2 separate regions of the Columba livia genome follow, and region 1 is linked to region 2. A link is a contact called in public Hi-C data. All regions are on one chromosome and are shown on one strand. The core of a region is the stretch at or near the end of the contact, and the rest is flanking DNA. Distances in the headings are between cores, read along the strand shown. Region 1 overlaps RERE (arginine-glutamic acid dipeptide repeats). Region 2 overlaps RERE (arginine-glutamic acid dipeptide repeats).

Region 1 (4,019 bases), core at 936-3,435, 120 kb before region 2:
TATAGTAGAAACTTCCTGTTTTGAGAGCGTATCCCCCTGTCTGGAGGGAGCGATGGTTACAGGTACGGTCACATCCTGTGCTTATTGTCACTTTAAAAAAAGTCTATTGAATTTTCTAAGCCTTTGAATGTGAAAGTGATTACTATACTAAAAATCTGAGCTGTAGTTACATTTCCTATCTCTACTGTGATTTCAATAAAGGCCCGTAAATCCATTGCAAATTTTACATATCTGTTAGTTCAATTTCTGCTCTGCTTGGTGTGTTGAGAAAATCTCTTGGTAAAGAATCCGTCTTATTCTGGAAGGCAGATTGTAAAGGCAGCATTTGGCAGCCGTTTCCTTCAGCTCATGCTTTATATTCCAATAGTTTAAACACTCCACAGGCTGTTGATAGAGGTATCAGATTTTCCGTTCCCAACGTTACTTGTAGTTGAAGCTGGAGGGGAGAACAGACAAACTTCCCATGTTTTACAATTGCTTTGATAGAGTTGAAAAAGATGCATTTGCTTCTTCCTTCCCTCCTTTTCTTTAGCTTTGCCCTCCCATCCTCCCCCTACATTTAACTAGTGAGGGTTTTATGATTTCTTGTGTCTCGTGGGTTTTTTCCAAATCACTTATTAAATTTCTCCTTTTAAATATTACTTTTTTCCTTGACAGACGTGGATTTTTCTTGTTTTCTTTAAGAGAATACCTTCTGTAATAAATTGTGTGTGTCACTTTGTCATTACATTCAATAAACTACTGAACAGGTTGATGTCTTGCTGTAAGTACCACCAAGTCTGGCAGACACGACTGGATCTTGGTTTAATATTCTTGGCTTACAATGCACCATTCTGTAATTTGGAGTTTCCCAGGGCAGGGATTTTCTAAAAAACCCCAAAACAACCATTTTTGAGTGTAAGTATTGGTCCTTACACAGGAGAGGAAACAAAACAGAGGAGAAATACTGAAAAAAGCGAGACCTGTGATTAGCAGCCATTAACTTTTTTGCTTAAGTCTGGGTTGTTTTGCTTTCCAGGTCTGAAAGGCGGAGCTGGGTTTCAAGTTACTGCTCTGCTTGTTCCCTCGTAGCTCGGTCACAATATCCCAAATGAGTTCATTCCGCTTTGTGCTTACATACTTACCTATGCACATAAACGCTTTTATTTAAACGTCTTGCCAAGTTTCCGCATTCCTCACCTCGTTAATCTTTTTGTTTTATCTTCATTTCCCTTCCCAAATAAAGCTTATTGTCCTGCTGGGGGAGTTTTATCCTTTTTGAGGTGCAGCTACATTGTCCTTTAATTAAGTTTTAACTGTAAATAGAAAATGCTTTTTGTTGCGTGCACTGAGTCTGGTTTGAGGGGTTTCTGTAGGTGGTGGAATTGGGTCCTGGGCATTTGGAGGGGGGGACTGAACCCAACTATGAACATTTACCTAATTGTGTGGGAACTTGGGATCGAACTCCTCGTGGGCTTGGTCATGTCTGTTTGGTTTTTGGGCTTCTTTTGGTTGGTTTGTTGCCCTCCCAGCACTTAGTAAGTGAAGCTTTCCTGTAAAACCCGGTCACACACATGAACTGCCTCAGTCTTCACGACTTGTTTTTCCTTTCCTGCTGTGACAAACGCTGCGACTGTCCACGGTGCTCTGTAACAACAACCTACCAGATTCAGTCTGAAGACCCGTGGAGTGCAGTTATGCGGGACTTCTGTGTCCTTCGAGTCTCTCCCCCCATTCCTCAGTCGAGTGATGCGCTGACTGTAGCTACAGGAATATTTTGGCTGAGTCTGGATGGGCTGAGAAAGCATTTGAGTCAACTTATGGTATTTTTACCTAATAACAAGCGATTGTATTACTAAGCAGTAGGTACCTTCAGTGCACACATCTTGGAATTTAAGTTGTTTTTCTTTGTTTGTGCTTGTGAGACTTGTGCATCTCTTGTCAGGTGGAGTTTGGTCCTAGAGGTGTGACCTTACAGGGGTGGCAAAGGAGTTGGTGGCGGTTGTTGGTGGCAGTTACAGCAAGGGTGGTGGTTGGGGCTCTTGGGCCTGAGGGTGGTTAAAATGAGGTTTGAGACTTCTCCGTATTTGGTCAGATCCTCCTTTCCCAGGGATTTTAACAGTGACCTGTCAGGATTTACAGCTTCTGCAATACAAGCCTGGACACCGCGTAAGTACAGAAAAGGAGTCGTAGCTCTTGCGCCATAAAATGTGTGATAGTGTTGGTAGTTTGCTTTAGCAGGCTCTAGGTTAGACACTGCACACCTAGAGGCTTGCGGAGGGGTGGAAATCACCCCAAACAAAACACCCAAAGCAAAGAGACAAAATCCAACCCAACAAAAAAAGCCGCACCTCTGAAGGTTGGTGGTCTGCACAGGGTACAGGTTCCATTTGGGGATTTGCGAGAGGAAGGAAATGGTTGATCCAAATTGCAGCAGTTACACACTAAATTAAAATGGCTCGTCGTGTGCTGATTTTTTACGAACTGCTGTGTATGTAACCGTGCTGGAGCGGAAGCGGGCAAGACGGATTGTGTTTAACTGTGTGCAGAGTTTACAGTCTCCTTAGGCAGGCTTGGATTACAGAATGAAATGGCCTTTTGATTATGTTGAAGCAATAATAACGTTGCACTGTATTTCCTCTTGGAGATTACGTTCTGGTGGTGTGGAGAAGCGCCCTGTATGGCTGTGGAGCGAGCTGCAGCTGAATTAGTGCTGTGGCAAGACGCTGTTTAAAACTCAGTGTGTTTCCTGTTGTGTATTCTCTACAAGTGTAGACAGGACTCGTCCTGCTTCAAGCAGGTTTGAAGACATTTGTGTGTAGACAATACTGTTTTGTAGAAGTTCGTATCGTTTATTCTCAGCTGTGTTTATACTAATAAAACATTACCTCTAACCTGACCAAATATTTTGTATTTAGGATAGAGTCTAGGCTTGGTATTGCATTGAAAACAAACAGACAGGTAACAAATACTCAGTGCTCGTGTTGGGAGCAATGCAGAGGTGACCGACCTTTCCTGCTGGTAGCCCAGCCTGCTTTTCCTCTGCTAAAGAAGCTCCAGTTGACCATTGGCCTCAGCAATTCTCTAGTGAACTTCCAGCTGAAATTGTCTCTGCAGGCTTCTTGTTTTACTGGAGGCATCCTTGTGATTGTAGCTGGGAATGTATGGCAAGCTTGTCACTTCATCCCAGTCCTCATGACATTAGTGGCCTGCCCAGTGGAGCCCCAGTGGGCTAACTGGGCTCTTAAATCAGGGATTGTTGTGGTGACCTGTGACTTATTGATGAATACAGGGGGCAATGGCAGCACGGTGCTGCCCCTCATAGAGGAGGAGGAATGGAACTATAGAGACAAGTGACAGAATCCCTCTCCATCCTCCATCAAAAACAGCTCCTGCAAAGCAAGAAACCAACCAACCAAGGAATTTTACAAGAGAGTCCTTTCTAAAGGGAGCAGGAGGTTCAGTATGCAGGCCTGATTCTCACTGGGGTCAAGGTTAAAGCCATAAAAACCTGGCTGCCTCCAACCATTTAGGGACATGGTTTAGTGCTAGAGCGAGTTGGACTCAATGATCCTGAGGGTCTCTTCCTAACCCAAATAATTCTATGTGATGTTAAACCAGGAAACAGTGCTGTGGCAATAATATGAAGCTGGTGGCTTGTTCTCCTTGAACCTGCTCTACCCGCCACCAAATCCAAAGGGAGAGCCTGATCTACATGGAGCTCTGAAGACATTGTTAAGTCCCCTTTTAAAAATAGGTTCAGCTTAGCAGGGGTTTAATGTGGCACTTGTTGCTTGCCTAAGCTGGGCAGTAGTGTTGTGCTAGCTTTTTTTTGTTAAGAACGCATCTCCATGTGTTCTTAAAAGTCGAAGGCTTATATTTGTAATAATTAGTGCAAGCCAGACAGTGTACTTGAACCTGCTTTAAAAAAGAAAAGTTAATGGGGTGAGTTAATTGCACGAGTTCAGAGTGAGCTGCTTTTAAGTGTTTGTGGGACCTCTTTGTCTTGGATGTCTCTTAAAAAAAGGCAACCCAAACTT
Region 2 (4,007 bases), core at 401-2,900:
CGTTTCTGTCTCGTAATAAGCAGTACCCATGCGCTGCTCTCCGTTCCCTGTCCCATTCGGGAGGGCAGTGGGTTTGCTGCCTGTTTACACACATCTGCACCTCTTGTGTTGGCAGCTCCTGGGTTTGCGGACGTTCGTGACCAAAACCTGCATTTTTTCTCCCAATCTTAGCAGCGTATGCCAATATTCTGGGTTATGTGGCATCAGCCTGGCGGTGACAGCCAGCGATCCACTGGCCTGTACTGGAGGTGCGTACCGTAAACCTATGGCACAAAACTCCGCCTGTATAGTCCCCTTTCTTGATGAGCCCTCGGTGCTTGGGCAGGTGTTGTAACCAGGACTGGTGAACCCGGAGGATTCAGGGAGATGCTGGACACAGTGTTTTTACCACAGGACTTGAGCTAAATTGAGTTGACTTAATAAAATCTTGATGCATTCCAGAGAGATTGTGAATTCATTAAGACCACGGCTGGACAATCTGTTCCCCTCCGCTCTGCCACGGCTGCTTTATAGCCATTGAAGAGAGTTGTCATTTACCTTTTCTGTTTAATTACTGTAAAGCTATTCCTCCTCCCCCATGATTTTATATTTTTCCCTGGCAGAGCGAGGCTCTGGGGAAATTAAACAGCAATTATTATGTTTGCTCACTCTGTTATACCATAACAGATACTTGAGGGTGAGCTGATGTGTTTGTGTGATTGGCTTCCATGGGAGCGGCAGGGCTGTCAGAACCTCTCAAATCCAGAAACGCAGCGTTAATCCTTTGTTTACCTAAGGCAAGACTAAGCACAAACACAGGGCACAGCTTGTATTGTGTATTTTACATTTGAAAACTGCTGATAAGGAGCGAGAAACCAGGGCACGCAGCGCTTGCTGGCGCTGGAGTTAGTTTGGTAAGGGTATGGAGGAGTTAGTCAGGCTTGTCCTGGTGTTTGGGGAAAAAATATGGGTGAGGGCGGTGGGTGAAAACGGTGGGAGAAGGAAGAGAAAGATGCTACACGCCGAGGAAATAATCTAATAAATGCAGGTGGCTGTGCTGGGTGAGGGAGGATGGGGCTGGTGGGCACCTGGAGACTGAACTGAACTGCAGAGGACGTCTCAGGGCTGCATCCTCCTGCAGGACGGGATCTGAACCATTTCCTTCTCTGTACAAATAATCCCTGCAACAGGGCTCGGAGGAGATGAAGCGTGACTCATTTCTATGTACCTACACCGCGGGGCGAAATGGCCTTGGCAGGAGAAGGCGAGAGATTGGAGGAGTTGTGAGCTCTGGATGTATTTTAGAATTGATGAAAGCTGAACCACGGATTTTAGCGGAGAACATATCCCCTCCGTCTTGCAGAAACTCCACTAGCGGCAGAGCAGATGTTGTCGAGGAAAGGTGGCGCTGGGTTAGAGAGCGACCAGCAAGGTCAGTGTTGGAGCAGCAGGTTCAGCCCTCCCTGGGCTTGGCTTGTGAGCCCCGAGTTTCATTTCCACCCGCCAGAGCCCTCCGTGCTCTCACCCCTTCCCTGATTTACCTCTGGAAATGAGGGGGATGTCACTCTTAAGTTGAGTGAGTATAATGACGCAATGAGGGATGGTTCAGTCTGCTTTATCTGGTGTGATTTTAGCACGCACGTCACTAGCAATACCCAGTTCCTGGCATGAAAAGCTTGACCGGAGACACACAGTGTGTTTCAGGTTGTGAGGTCAGGGCTGTTCCCCGGGTGTAGAACCACTGTCCAGACAACCAGATGGAGAGCAGCGGCTCCCACCGCCGGCTCGCAGTCGGTGCGGAGATGTGGGACGCGTTGACTGCGAGACCTTGCGGTGAGCTGAGATCACCGGGAACAAAATGATCATTACAGGCCATTCATGTCAGCAGCTTCATGCTTTTCTGTTTGCTTGCAAGCAAAACCAGCAGCTAATTTGCAAGGCTGCCTTTTGTAAAAGGGCCTTTTGATCAATGCGTGCCTGTGTTAATGTTTCAGTAGGCTATTGATTTCTGCAGCGCCTTTTGTTCCCTGAATTTATGTGCGATGGGTTTTGGCAGCGCACACTGTGCATGTTTGATTAAAGTTCATTTGACTTTGCTCGCAGTGAAGCTGGAAGCTGCTTTTACTCCCTGTTTGTAGAACCAGGGCTTTTCTGAGTTACTCCTTTGTGCTCCAGCTCCTGCCCCCCGTGCAGGCACCACCGCGCTGCTGCTAATCCTTCCACTCACCCCTCTCCAGCGTTTAATCCCTTAGGTAGACAATATAATATTAGATAGCCAGGCAGCTAACAAGACCTGGCATGGAATTTTTCCGGTGTAGTATGTGCCTAACCTGCGTGCACGTATAAAACATTAACGTTCTCTATGGATACTCCTCTCTGAGTTTTACTTCTCTGTTTTTATCAGAGAGTTACGTCATTTACCAAGTCACAACCCTGTGCAGTCTCACCATGGATTTATCTTCTGTATTTCACAGAATATTCTCCAATCCTTTTAATACACCCAGATTTGATAGGTGGGGTACGACTAGTTGTTAAATAAATTGGTTTCATCTTGACCTGCTTGCAGTTGAGACTCAAGTTTCCAGAGGGTCTCAGGGGAAAAAAGGCATTATGATCATGAGCTTATTATTTATAAATATACACCATTTATTTTTTAAAAGTCTGGTAGCGCATGTATAAGTTGTGAAACTTCCCTTGGGACCTTGCGACGTGTAAACAGAGCTCAGAGATGTTCCCGGTTGCTGTTTTATGATGGGAGGAGGACAGATCGGTGCGTGCTCTGTTGCCACGTGTCAGAGGACCCATCAGTTCACTGCCATAGAGACTTGGGATTTACTGACACCTCAGATTGGATATAAATGAATTTATAAGTAAAAAGTGGTGTTAGTTTCATTTGCAGGACACTTTCCACCTCTGACAAGCGTTGCCAAGCCTTTCCACAGAGCTCTGTGTGCCTCTGGGCACCGGCCAGATCCGCAGCTTGACAAACAGTCGCGCTGGATGGACTTTGAACCCGCTTAATGGACTCCAAGTAGAATGTTATTTCTAAAGCAAACACGTGCAGTTGAACAGGCGGCAGCAGAGCAGGGTGCTGGGGGCACAACTCCGTGTTCTTCCCAGGTCTGACATGGCTTAAATGCTCATCGCCAGCCTGCACCCGTTTTAGGTTTAGCTTATCCTCAGGAAAGAGTTTTGTATATATATTATTTTTCCTTTAATAGGGCTTTTGTCCTTCAGAATCAACAGTTGCAGGTAACGATTAATTTTGCCCATGTCTCCTCCTCTTTACCAAGTGTCGCTCCAAATACAATTTGGTGTGAACATGGTTGGAGCTTGTGCTGGAGATCAATCCCATCAATCCCAGTCTATAGCAGCGCCGATTAAAAATGCATTTATTCTGTCTATCGCCAGCAGTCAAAGTTGTGGTTATGTTCTCTTCCTGCTGTTTCTGGTTTTAAATCAGGCATTGGTAAAATTCACGTCTTAAATGTCAGCAGTTAATGCCTAGAACAACATCCTCCTTTTGTCTTTCAAGTGTTGCAGTGGTACAGATGTTAGTCAGGGCTGTAATTGCTTGTTCCAGGCCCTTGGGAGAGTTTGGATTAAGGGTGTGTCTTTATTAGACTCGACTTGAGTGATGTGCCCCGAGCACAGGCTGCAGGATTTCCCTGTGGAGGGAGCGGGCTGGGGCTGTGCTGTTTGATCACATAAAACGCAGTTCAAAGGAGGCCTTTTTGTGGGTAATTCAAGTATGTTTGTTCTCATGTTGATTTTTCAAGGGGCTGGTTAGAACTTCTCCATTATTTTCCTCTTGCGACTTGAAAGCAGCAACACCTTTTACCTTAGAGGCAGACAAGTCGCCAGGAAATGATGGGGTTTCAAAGTAAGAGAAAAGAGATTAAAACCACATGCTGTTCTTCGGTTCGGCGTTACATCCGCTACTTCCAATAGCAGCTGCTCCGGTTTTTGACTGTAAGCCAGATTCATTATGCTGTGAAATTATCACTCATTTCTCTAGGTGTACTCTT

What was found. A called contact is a pair of places that touch in the nucleus more often than the background predicts.
Region 1: a Hi-C map of liver shows a contact between it and region 2, with 2.7 times the contacts expected there. The contact joins two enhancer-like sites. A contact is called at or near these places in 2 of 2 Hi-C or Micro-C datasets (crop and liver).

Annotation. Positions count from the first base shown.
Region 1 is chr21:2,987,822-2,991,840 of bColLiv1.pat.W.v2, reverse strand. The region is part of intron 1 of RERE (arginine-glutamic acid dipeptide repeats); the gene reads left to right. Among named protein-coding and RNA genes, the nearest start is that of RERE, 30 kb to the left of the region's middle. Within about 2 kb of position 2,185, at least 2 of the 3 cell types and tissues checked have an H3K27ac peak away from gene starts, as active enhancers do.
Region 2 is chr21:2,869,359-2,873,365 of bColLiv1.pat.W.v2, reverse strand. All of the region lies in intron 11 of RERE (arginine-glutamic acid dipeptide repeats), which reads left to right. Among named protein-coding and RNA genes, the nearest start is that of SAMD11, 92 kb to the right of the region's middle. Within about 2 kb of position 1,650, at least 2 of the 3 cell types and tissues checked have an H3K27ac peak away from gene starts, as active enhancers do.